4 separate regions of the Mus musculus genome follow, and all the other regions are linked to region 3. The links are chromatin contacts, called in public HiChIP or PLAC-seq, Micro-C and promoter capture Hi-C maps. All regions are on one chromosome and are shown on one strand. Each heading gives the region's core, a stretch centred on a gene start, on an enhancer-like site or on the middle of the called end of the contact. The rest is flanking DNA. Distances are from core to core; before and after follow the strand shown.

Region 1 (2,700 bases), core at 38-2,537, 380 kb after region 3:
AGGACTGCTGCGCACTCAGAGTCAGGCCAGAGTGTGAGAAGCAGGCCCTGAAGAGGAGTGACACCCTCTCCTGTCAGGGTGGAACAGAGGACAGTGGCAGGAGACTCAGTAATGCTGCAGGCCTTCCTCTCCAGCACAGGCTGTGTGTCATTTGTCATGCCAGAGGAAAATGGGTGGAGCAAGACACTTAAAAAAGAAAGTTGGTTGGGCCATGAGGACTGTGCTCGGTGGTTTTGTGTCAACTTGTCACACGCTGGAGTTATCTGAAAGAAGGGAACCTCAACTGAGAAACTGCCTCCATTTGTTACAGCTCATGGAGCTGACAGGGGCTCTGGGAACCTTGGAGGCTCTGGACTGCACAGATGGGGCTCCCCTTTCTACTGTGTGCCTCACAGTAAACACCAGTGAGCTAGAGGTGGCCAGAGTGAAGAAGGACTTTACAAGACTCTGTGTGGCAAGCAGCTTCCTGAGAGAGCTGTCCAATGGCACCACAGCTTTTCTGGCTGTGCTCACAAGGCCATGGCCCTGCCGGAAAGCCAGGGAAACTAGCGGAGGCCTTGCAGCTCTGTGCATGCGGTCTTCAGTTTGAATTTGCTCTGATCTTAGTTAGAGGCACAGGCTTCTTAAATGAAAATGAATCAGTCTGTATAGTTTAGAATTCCTTAAGCATAGGGTCCAAAGACAGGACCTCGTCCCACAGCTTCTGTCTGTCACTCTTCACGGGCTGCAGGCTTCTCCTAAGTCCCCATAGGAACTGCTAGGACTTTTGCCCACAAGGGAAGAACACAGCAAGAGCCACTGGCCTCACCAAAAAACCTTGGGCTGTGCTTTTAGGCCAGCTACATTGCCTGCTCACAGGGTCAGTGAAATTTACAGTGTCCTGTGCAGAGCAGTGCGCCCTGACCCCCCGCCCCCAAGCTGGCCCTCTGTGCTAGGCATGGACTTGAGAGAGGTCGTTGGATGAGGCCTGCCACGAGCTGTAGCCACGAGCTGTAGCTAGTGAATCCCAGACTAGAGAACCACAGACCCAGGTATGGGGTGCCTGTTGCCCAGCCCATATGATGTGGTAGAGCCCCCAGCTGAGCCCCGGGCAGTGGGTGCTTAGAACCTGGCATTGGTCGCAGCCCAGAGAGCTCTTTTGTCCCTAGTGCTTATCCTGGTGGCCGGGCTCCTGTAGTACAGCCTGCAGGATGGAATTCCTTTTTAGGTCACCAGTACTCCTCTTTGGAGGAAACCTACCTAACAAGGCCTGGTTGTTGCTATTTTTAGCTCTGCTCTTGGCAGTGTACAGGGTCGATGACCACAGGCTCACAGTGTAGGCTTCCTGGGAGCTGAGCTGGCCCTGTACTCAGGCATCTGCACTGTGTCCCAAACAGAGAAGGACTTATTGTTGGAAGGCTGTGTTCCAGCCTGCATGGTGTATGTAAACCCCTGTGCTCTTTCTGGCCAAAATGTCTAGTTCACGCTTTTCCAAATATTTTACTATATTAAATGTTAGTTAATGTATTTTTGAGCTTTCCTTGAAGACTACATTCACAGAAATGGCACTAGAACCTCTCTGCAGCAGCTGCGTCATCTTTAAGTCAGAAGTGGCTCCTTGTGTCCTGGAGAAGACCTGTCAGTCCCATTGTCAAGCAAGGGCAGCACTGAATGGAATTCCATGCAGTCCACAGCTACTTCCTGTGGAGGGCTGGAGTTTATTTTCCAGGGTATTTCCCACCAGCGGTGCCATGATGTGACATCTGATAGCAGCTGACTTTACGCTCTATCCTCCAGACATCCTGCTGCCAGGCAACCTGTGAGGTCCACTGGCTTCACCAAGAAAACTGACTGTGTTGCTCTCAAGCCAGCTATGTTGCCTGCCCAGGCTCTTCAAGGGCACAAAGCTCCTTCAGGCAGCCAGTTCAGACCAGCACAGGGGCCAGCTGGTTGTCTTGTAGCTGCTATGAGGATATTACATGAGATCTCCAACTTCTCTGGTTTTGAGTGGGACAGCCTGTGCCCATCATGACGATATCTTGCTTGCCCTTGATGTAGCCTTTGGCACAAATGCTGATTCCAAACAAGTGTCACTTGTCCTCCTGTGCTGGGGACTTGGTTCCTACATTCTCATTAATACCTTACAACATTTATCTAAGGGGAGGAGTCACACTACAGACTCTCAGCTGTGGCTCGAGACCTCTGAAGCCAGTGGCAAAGCAAGAATCATAGTCCTGTGTGGTTCCTGGATAGCCCTTGCTTTTCCTCTGCTGACTCCACCCTTTGCTAAGTGGGCAGCTACAACTGGCTGGCAAGCTCTCTGGAGCCTACGGAGTGCTCAGGAGCTGTGGGTCAGACATTCGATGCTGCTATTATTAAGAATCAAATTATATGAAGTAAGTGACATAATGAAGTAAGTGACAGTGAGACTGAAGATCGTGATAGCCCTGGGCTCATCTCTCCTTAATGACTGTGTGGCGCTGTCTCTGCCTGTGGCCCTGGTTGACCTGCCTGTGCTGTGAGTCTGCAATTGCTGCTACATGGCATGAGTTACTGGTATCTCCACCCACAGGGTGTGCTCGAGGCACTGGCCCCAGGGAAATAGGTAGGTGCTGAATACCACCCTTCCCCAGGCTGGTATTGCTTGTATAGTGAGTTGAGCAAGCACTCTCATTTGACACTGAGGAGCCTTCTGTTCCTTAGCCAGTGATTCCTGGCACA
Region 2 (2,700 bases), core at 96-2,595, 440 kb after region 3:
GCCTGTGCAGGTTCTATACCAAGCCTGAAGCCTCACTCAGCCTCTACTGTGGGATACAGCTCAGGCAATTAGAAACGGGTTCAGGTGCTTTGTCCCAACAAAATGTCCAATTCCTGTCCATGCCTGCCTTCCCCACAAGGTCTATGAACCCAGGCACCCTCATCCTTTGGTATCCTCAAATCATTCTTTCTGACCCCTGACCCCTGACACTTGACCAAGTGTACCCTCTGCTATGGGCCCTGCTTAGCTATCTATGTTTGTGTGGAGGCCATGGCAATGCTGCTCACTAGCTCCGGGAATAGAAAAATGGCTGCTGCTGCCCCCATCAAGACCAAGGATAGCACTCAACTCTAATGTCTTACCTCAGGATCATGTCTCAATTTCAAGGAGATTGCCAGAGTCTTGGGTAGGTGCCCCTGACAGATGCCCCTGTGGTTGTGGTGTGTTCCTCCATGGGGCCGCCTTCCTAGGCTAGTGAATCAGCAGCCAGCAGCAAAGGCCTTGTCTGTGTGGCATTTCCTGCTGTTTGCTCCATGGCCCTTTTTCTGGGACCTCCCAGGGAGCTGGGAGCCGAGAGAGAGACCAAATGTCCATCAGTCCTGGTGACCATGGTCAGCTTGTCAGTGTGGTAAGGCATTAGAATATGTCATTGCCCTACACCACCATGCCTCCAGCCTCCAAAAAAGCAGCCTCTGGGTCCAGGGGCCACCTTTGTGCATCTTTGCATCCCAATGAATGGCTTCTGTGGCGAGCTCAGCCAGCCGCAGATCCGGACCTCCGCAGTGTAGGGCTGGGCTGCTGGGCACAAAGGGGCGCTCTGCGGGAGTGGTGAATAATGGCCCGCCCTTTCATCGGGAGGCTAACCTTTTGGCAGCCACCAGCAGACTGCATTCTACTGTGCTGATTGGGGAGGACAATGCTGTACTGGCCTTTGAATGGACACCGCCACCAACAGCGCTGTATTCACAGCAGCACTGGGAACCGTGTGAGCATTGTCTGCAAGCCCCACGGAGCTGCAGGAGACAGTGAGGAGGCTGAGATAGAGAGGCTGGCTTCTCGGTTTAATCTCCCTGTCCAGCCAGTAGGTCCCTGTCTTAGTCTGAGATGAGAAGTGGGGCATTAGACCCAGGGATGAACAGTCTTGCATCCCTGTCCACAAAAGAGAAAGAAAGATGGTATTAAAATGGGCCCTGTATGTCATAACTTTTCTCCAAATCTAAGATTATTTTAATAGAAGTTATAAAGAAACAAGTCCAAGGGTCAACTCTGACAGCTCTCCAGAGCCTCAGCTGTGAGGTATGCCTGCCTGCCTGCCTGCCTGCCTGCCTGCCTGCCTGCCTGGTTGTACTAGAGCCACATGCAAAGACACCTGACACACCTGGGAGCCAGGGAGGGGCTGAGACCTCACTGCAGGACTGCCTGGCTTCACATTCTTTCTTTTTCTTTGCAGGTTTGCTTTGTATTGTTAATCTTCTTTCTCTTTCTCTTTCTCTTTCTCTTTCTCTTTCTCTTTCTCTTTCTCTTTCTCTCTCTCTCTCTCTCTCTCTCTCTCTCTCTCTCTCTCTCTCTCTTTCTTTCTTTCTTCTGTTGCTTTAGAAAGGAACTTACTCTGTAACCTAGGCTGGCCTGGTGCTCACAGCAATTCTCCTGCCTCTGCTGCCTGAGCTCTTGTGAGCCACCATGCTTTGCCTGGCTAGCCAACACTAATTGTGTCAGATGGTAGTGTTTCTGTGTTTGTGTACTTTATGAGGTTTTAGCTTTAAATATCTAGTTATAAAAGACTTTTAAACGTTTTGAGATTTATTATTTATGTGTATGAACGCTTTACCCAAATGTATATCACATATGTGCCTAGTACTCATGGAGGCCAAAGAGAACATTGGCTTTCCTGGGACTGTGAGCCACCATATGGATTCTGGAAATCAAACCCAGACCATCTGTAAGAGCAACACGTATCCTTAACCACTGAGCCTACTCTTTAGCCTAAAGTCGTGTGTGCACACACATGTATGTATGTGTGTGGAGGGGTTATTTTGTCCTGAGACAGCATCTTACAGTGTTAGCCCTAGCAGCCTGAACCTGCTTTGTAGACCAGGCTGGCTTTGAACGTCTGAGTTCAAAGATCTGCCTGCTTCTGCCATCTAAGTGCTTGGATTAAAGACATGTACTACCATACACTATTAATGAAAGATTTTAAAAGAAAACCCATAGTCTGTAAAGAGTGTGCCAGGCTCTGAGAAATTCAGGCAGGTCCAGAGGACCAGGAAGTTGGAGGCATCTGTGCTAGGGCCTGGGATGCTGAGAGGCTGCCACCCTCCCATGGCTCCAGGCAGCACCTGCGCTGCTCACTGGTGTGCTCTCTCTTCTTGACACAAGGTTAGCCCTTTGGGGGCATCTGGGGTGACTAAACCAGGACCCTGAGGCAGCAACTGTGAGCATGCCCTAAAACCTTACTGAGTGCTCGGCCCATGAGATGAGATTTTTTTTTTTCTGCCAAGTGACAGGAGCCTTCAGTGTCCTCTTTGAAATGTGGCCTAGCTAGTTCAACAGAGACATTTTTACATTACAACTGTGAAGCCCTGGCATAAAGCACCCCTCTGTCCCCCCATTATTTTCTCACAAACACAGTCCATTGTCACAGTGCTGAAGTTAATTTGATCAACATTGGGACATTTAACTTTTATGTCCAGTGAAAAGAGT
Region 3 (2,700 bases), core at 83-2,582:
GCATCATGGTCCAGCATGGATGCATCATGGTCCAGCATGGATGCATCATGGTCCAGCATGGATGCATCATGGTCCAGCATGGATGCTGCCACAGCACTTGGAGTAGACACCAGCTTCACAGCTCTTGCCCTGCCTTCTGGGAGTGGGGTGGAAGTTGTGTCCTGAGGGCAAGTCGCCAGGGTTCTTCAGGACAGTTGGTGCCTCTGGCCTGGCCCAACGCTTTCAGCACCCTCTGTTTATGGACAGCATCAGTACAGAAAGGCTTATGTGGGCTCCGAGGGGGCCCAAGAGGTTGCAGCACTGCCCCATTCCACATGCAGGCCTCATGCTAGGGGTTGGGGTCACCTGGCTGCAAATATCCTACTCCCACTGTGATAGCCGGCCCTACCCTGCATGTCTGTGAAGCCTCTGGCTGGGCTTAAGCTTGGTGTTTTCTTCTGCTGTGCGGAGGATGTCTTGGAAAATAAGAGCTATCGATGGATGCACCACCCGACAGCCTGAAGAAGTCCTCAGGTTGGTGAGCTACACCAGGAACCACAGGGCCCCCAAAGAGCCAGGCAGAGATGATCCAGCCAACGCAACCTGTCCCTGGGGCCTGCCCAATGTGGCCCCAGTCTGCAGGCCTCAGCAGGTAAAGGAAGTAGGACTCAGGTTTGGGGCAGGAAGCTTGGCTAGCTATCGGTCCTGGTCCCACCTGGATTTCTCTACAGAGTCTCCTCTTCGGTCTTCCCTGGCAGTGTCCAGTCCAGCCCTTTCATCTTTGTCTTGGTTGTTTCTCTCTGCCACTTCAATGACTACCCACCTCCTACCTTAGACTGGTGTGACCTGCCAAGGAACAGTTTGGCCTAGGCATCACCACTCCCTAGTCCCGCGGTCACACCAGGCTAGGGGATTGCGCTCCAACCCGGAACCATTCCTTGAATATGTATGGATTCTGCTAGAGATGCTAGGCTAGATTTTGGCTCCTCCACCTAGATGTGAGAATTAGTTTTGAACCCTGGAGCCTAGGATGCCTCGGGCCACCACAGAACAAGGCTAGGTGCGGCCAGGCTGGCCAGGTAACTCTTCTCCTGTCATTCCCTGATTGCAAACTTCATAAGTGATGGTCCTGACAGGTCGTAAGTCATCCTTCTCTACTCCGCACAGGTGGACCGGGGTGCAGTGGTCCCAGCCTGTGGCCTCCAGGATGCTCTTGGGGAAGGGAGGGAGAGAGGGAAGGAAAAGAAAAGGAAAAGGGAAAGATTTCCAAGCAAACCAGCACAAACGGGAGCAAGGGGGAGGGGCCCGGATGCAAATGACGGTCGGTGGGCGGGGCCTGGATGCAAATAAGCTAATCGGAGCCCAGAGCCGGGCTAGCTCACACTCGGACTTCCTAAGCTCCGCGCGTGTCCTCGTCGGTACGTCCACGCCCGCGCAGCCCCTACCGAGGACACTCAGCCCGCCCGTGTATCAGGATGTCCTTCCAAGGCAAGAAGAGCATTCCCCGGATAACGGTGAGTCGGGCCCCCGCCCTCGCTGCGTCTGCGCCCCTTGCCCACGGCGGGAGTGGCTTGGCTTGCACGCTCAACGGACGACCCTCCCGGCCCTGTCCGTGAGTCCCACACCTGCTCCAGTCCCCAGCCCAGCGCCACCTTTTCTGCCCTCTCCTTCGCGCGCCGCCAGCAGCGGAGAGAGCTCTCCAGGCCGCGCGGAACCCTTTGCGCAGTCGGCGCACAGGCCCGCGGCCCCGCCAGCTCTCCGGAATCCGGTGATCCGCTTGGAGAGGCCGGGTACGCGAGCGGCCTGCTAGCCGGAGCATAGGTGGCCGGCCTCCTGCTGGGTCTAGCGTGTGGCGGATGGGGTTCAAGTGGACATTGCCTGGAGCTCTGTCTCCAGGACGCCCGGCGGACACAGCCTTTGTTGGCCCCGGGGCCTCAAGGCACTCGGACGTCCGAAGCTGCTCCCAGAGCAGCCCGTGGCCGTCTACCCCCTGGGCGCGCCGCTTTCGTGTCTCTAGCGCTTTGTCCGAGACAAAGCGATTTAGCCCTGGCTAGTAGATCTGATGTCCCTGGAGGCCCCGAGCCCCTGCACGAAGCCGGGTTCGGAGACTCCACGGAGAGGTGAGTACTAACTGACCACTGAAACCAACATCCCTACAGAGCCCCCTTTCAGAACAGACCTCCTCAATACAGACACGCAGAAAGTGAGAGGTCAGTGTGTCCACCCTGCCGGCCAGGAAACAAAGCCTTCCCAATGGGGCTGCTGGAAGCCTCGGGGGAAGGGAAAGGGAGCTGGGATCAGCTGGACCAGGTCGCGGGCTCCGGGAGGTCTTTAAAAAGCTCTAGACTTGTTCTCATCATAAGAGCTCTGGAGTCTAATCAGGCTGTTGGAGAGGTCAGCTCCCTAGCCTTCTACGGGGAGTCCTCTTCTCCTATTAGAGGAACCAAAAGTAGTTCCTGCCTTTTGGCTGCCTACTGTTCCTAGGGGTCCAGGCCTGAGGGAAAAGTCCCACCAGCTAGCTGGCAGTGAGTAGAGATGGAGGTAGCAGTCTCCTGCCTAGTCAAGCAGTGTTCATGAAAAGAGAGAGGGCTCACTGGAATTCCCATTCATCTAGATAGTGTATATCACAGTATTGCTTGCTCCCCCAAATCCGGGGAACCCCAGAGTGCAAATTCTGGTGCCTGAAAATAGGAGTCTAAATAAGGACCCCCAGAACTCAAG
Region 4 (2,700 bases), core at 100-2,599, 280 kb after region 3:
ATACCGCCTCCAGTCTCTAAAATGGCTTTTTATAAATCTTCCTATTTTCCCTGCTTTATTAAAGCCAGGCTTAGAAGATATCGAACAAGTGCAGGATTAACAGGGTGGAACTGACTTGACGAATGAATTTTCTCCCCTCAGTATGAAAGCACTCTAACGCTGAAGCACAGGAACAAAGGGCCAATACTGAATGACGGACGCCACTGTGGACATTAGCAAGCTGGGTTTTGGTAACCTCCTCTTCCAAGGGCATAAGCTCCATGAAGACTTAGTCCCAGACATTTCATAGGAAAGGCAGAAAGGCAGAAAACAGCAACGGATGCCCGTCCTCCTGCAGAGCTGGAGAGGCCAACCAGTCTCCGCTTTAGCCTAGGTCAGTCTCCCGCACTCAAAGGCTACTTGGGGCTGCCAGGGAGGCGCAGAGCCAGGGCTTCTAAGAACTTGTAAGGACTGGGACTTGGAAGGCTTCAGCAGGCCTGCCGGTCTCCACTCCAGCTCCTGGACAGTTCCACCTTTGCCCATGGCAAAGCCTTCCCATTCTGTAGGAGGGTGGTCAGTGCCCACCCCTGTTGGGCTGGTGTTCCTACTCAATGCTGAGTCTGGCCCTGAGGGAATGAGTGTAAATACAAACACTGTTTTTGTGTACACACAAGCATACACCTGTAGTATATACCACACGCACAAACGTCTACACATGTACACAGCACTCATCCTGCCCCCAGCTTTCTTTTATTTTGCTACCTACCCTCCCCCATCCTGGAGACCCCTTGCAGGACTGCACAGATGGGATTTCTATACTGCTCAGGTTCAGGGATCCTGGCTGGGGTAGGAACCCGCGCGCTGCTACCCATTCACCCTGTGACCCACTTCAGAAGCTGTTTTTCTGGGCAGCTGTAATTAACTGAGCTTTTGGGGTGAGGCCAGCTCAGTGACAGGCTGCCTGGCACCTTTGGGTGCTCAGCAATAGGGCTAGACGCCGAAACCAGTAGTAGGCCAGGGTGGGCAGGCTGTGGTGGGGAGGATGGGTACTCCTGTTCAAGTGGAGAGGGTCTTAGAGTGCCCAGAGAAGCCTGGTGGGGATATGCCCACCCCCTTGAGCCTCAGGCAAGATGGCTCCCTGGGAGGTGAAGGTCAGGCCACATTCCTTGCAGAAGCTGGAATTCTGACATCAGATTTTCCATGCTCGCCTGTGGGGGAGGAGCCGGCTTTGAGCCAGAAGTGCAGGAGTGGTGGGTGGGGGAGGGGCAGAGCAGCTGAGGCTGTCTCGGAGCTCTGTAGGCCCAAGGTCCAAGGAAGGGAAGGCTCTATGGCCTGCCCACCACCTCCAGGGTCCGCGCTGCCCGGCTCTCTTCCCTGGAGCATCCTTGGCAACAGCAACTTTCTCATCCCAGCCGGACCTTGCTGAGTCACAAGGGGGCTGGGTTAGAGAACGCTAAAAATAGCTAGCGGCTAGCTGGGCCAGCACTGGAAGTTATAATTAGGAGTGGATAGAGCCATCCTCCTGGGCTGGTCTCACTGTTCAGAGCTGCTGGAGAATGGGGGGTGGGGGGTGGGAGGGGGTTCATTGAGGGGCTGTGGGGCTCCAGTATACCACCTTGTTGCTCAGGTTGGGGGTTCCTCAGCCTGACCTCTATCCTGATGCATCCTGGTAACTGTGGTGGGGCTGTTCCTGTTGACTCTGACTGCTCTTTGGTCAAGGAGACTCTTCAGGCCTTTGACTCTGACCCCAGCAATTCACCAACATCTGTGGGGTCTTTTTCTGGACACAAGGAACCTCTTGCTTCTACAATTCTTGTGTTGGGCAGGAGGAAGCAAGGCAAAACAGAATACGGTATCCTTGTTCAAAAGTGACTTAAGAATTTGAAGGCAAGCCTGGAACCTGAGGGCAGTGCCAGGAAGCCAGCCTACATCCTTCTCCTGACAGCATCTGGCCCGCAGGGGAATGCAGGGCATCTGGTACAGTCGGGGAACACCTGAATCTATAACCCGTTTCCACAGGGAAAGCAGCCACGGACAGCAGCCCCTCGTCCCACCCAACCCCGTCATCACACACATCAACTTCAGACAAAGGACACCCCGACCTCCACCCCAGACTCAGCCCCGGAAGCCACACTGGACAGGGCTTGAACCCTCAGCCAATCCTTCCGTCAGTTTCTGAGGTCGTGGGCACTGTGCTGTCCTCAGACTGACCTACCCCAGACCAATTGCCTATCCTAAAACAGTGGCACTTTTGTAGCCAGAGGCTAGAGAACCAAACAAGCCCAGGCTCTGCTGAGCCTTCACAGCCCCCAGCTCCAGCAGGGACTAGGATCCTATGAGACAGACTCCTGCAGGCAAGCCTGGCCCCCAACACAAGCACAGGGTAAGGGTGAGCAGTTCAGCTGGAAACAGCTTTCTGGCTATAAAAAGATACTTTTCTCTGTAAACAATACATTAAAAAAAAAGTAGGAAATGTCCTCTACCAGAGTCCCGCCCCCCTGCCCCCCAAAAAAAACCCATGGGGAAGCCCTGTCTGCATGTATGCAGGAGTATGGCAGGGATGGTCTGTGTCACCAAGCCGTCAGGAACACTTTGTGCGCTCTGTTTGAATGTACTCTGCCAGGGTTAGTGGCCATATCTGATAGTTGGCCTTGACTCATAGCTGTCGGGAGACATGCTATGTCAGGAGACATGGGTCTGGATTTTTTGTCTCTGTTTTCT

What was found. Promoter capture Hi-C pulls out the DNA fragments that hold promoters and counts their contacts. A called contact is a pair of places that touch in the nucleus more often than the background predicts. HiChIP or PLAC-seq counts read pairs in DNA pulled down with a chosen protein or histone mark.
Region 1: a contact with region 3 is called in an H3K4me3 HiChIP or PLAC-seq map of stem cell-derived neural progenitor cells, with 4 times the contacts expected there. The contact joins the enhancer-like site here to the promoter of Dpysl4 in region 3. A contact is called at or near these places in 15 of 39 promoter capture datasets (the 3T3-L1 cell line, 3T3-L1-derived adipocytes, cranial neural crest and 9 more), 1 of 15 datasets of contacts at CTCF or cohesin (embryonic stem cells), 9 of 484 Hi-C or Micro-C datasets (the HL-1 cell line, brown adipocytes, embryonic fibroblasts and 3 more), 12 of 115 datasets of contacts at active chromatin or transcription factors (cardiomyocytes, differentiating embryonic stem cells, embryonic forebrain and 5 more) and 3 of 9 other capture datasets (adipose tissue, embryonic stem cells and liver).
Region 2: a contact with region 3 is called in a promoter capture Hi-C map of embryonic stem cells, with 3 times the contacts expected there. The contact joins the enhancer-like site here to the promoter of Dpysl4 in region 3. A contact is called at or near these places in 8 of 39 promoter capture datasets (the 3T3-L1 cell line, 3T3-L1-derived adipocytes, the HPC-7 cell line and 3 more), 1 of 115 datasets of contacts at active chromatin or transcription factors (embryonic stem cells) and 1 of 9 other capture datasets (liver).
Region 4: a Micro-C map of embryonic stem cells shows a contact between it and region 3, with 1.8 times the contacts expected there. The contact joins the enhancer-like site here to the promoter of Dpysl4 in region 3. A contact is called at or near these places in 2 of 39 promoter capture datasets (HPC-7-derived erythroid cells and embryonic stem cells), 1 of 484 Hi-C or Micro-C datasets (embryonic stem cells), 1 of 115 datasets of contacts at active chromatin or transcription factors (embryonic stem cells) and 1 of 9 other capture datasets (liver).

Annotation. Positions count from the first base shown.
Region 1 is chr7:139,466,869-139,469,568 of GRCm38.p6, forward strand. The region is part of intron 2 of Inpp5a (inositol polyphosphate-5-phosphatase A); the gene reads left to right. Among named protein-coding and RNA genes, the nearest start is that of Gm46004, 79 kb to the left of the region's middle. RefSeq lists an enhancer at 1-2,700. Within about 2 kb of position 1,288, at least 174 of the 459 cell types and tissues checked have an H3K27ac peak or open chromatin away from gene starts, as enhancers often do. A contact at or near this core is called in the HL-1 cell line, adipose tissue, embryonic fibroblasts and 5 more, where this site is marked.
Region 2 is chr7:139,528,051-139,530,750 of GRCm38.p6, forward strand. The region is part of intron 8 of Inpp5a (inositol polyphosphate-5-phosphatase A); the gene reads left to right. Among named protein-coding and RNA genes, the nearest start is that of Gm33031, 53 kb to the right of the region's middle. Within about 2 kb of position 1,346, at least 45 of the 459 cell types and tissues checked have an H3K27ac peak or open chromatin away from gene starts, as enhancers often do. A contact at or near this core is called in embryonic stem cells and stem cell-derived epiblast-like cells, where this site is marked.
Region 3 is chr7:139,084,669-139,087,368 of GRCm38.p6, forward strand. Dpysl4 (dihydropyrimidinase-like 4) reads left to right here and starts at 1,333. Exons shown (of 14, transcript NM_011993.4): 1 at 1,333-1,493. The coding sequence starts at 1,455.
Region 4 is chr7:139,362,997-139,365,696 of GRCm38.p6, forward strand. No RefSeq gene overlaps it. Among named protein-coding and RNA genes, the nearest start is that of Gm32571, 3.4 kb to the left of the region's middle. Within about 2 kb of position 1,350, at least 195 of the 459 cell types and tissues checked have an H3K27ac peak or open chromatin away from gene starts, as enhancers often do. A contact at or near this core is called in embryonic stem cells and liver, where this site is marked.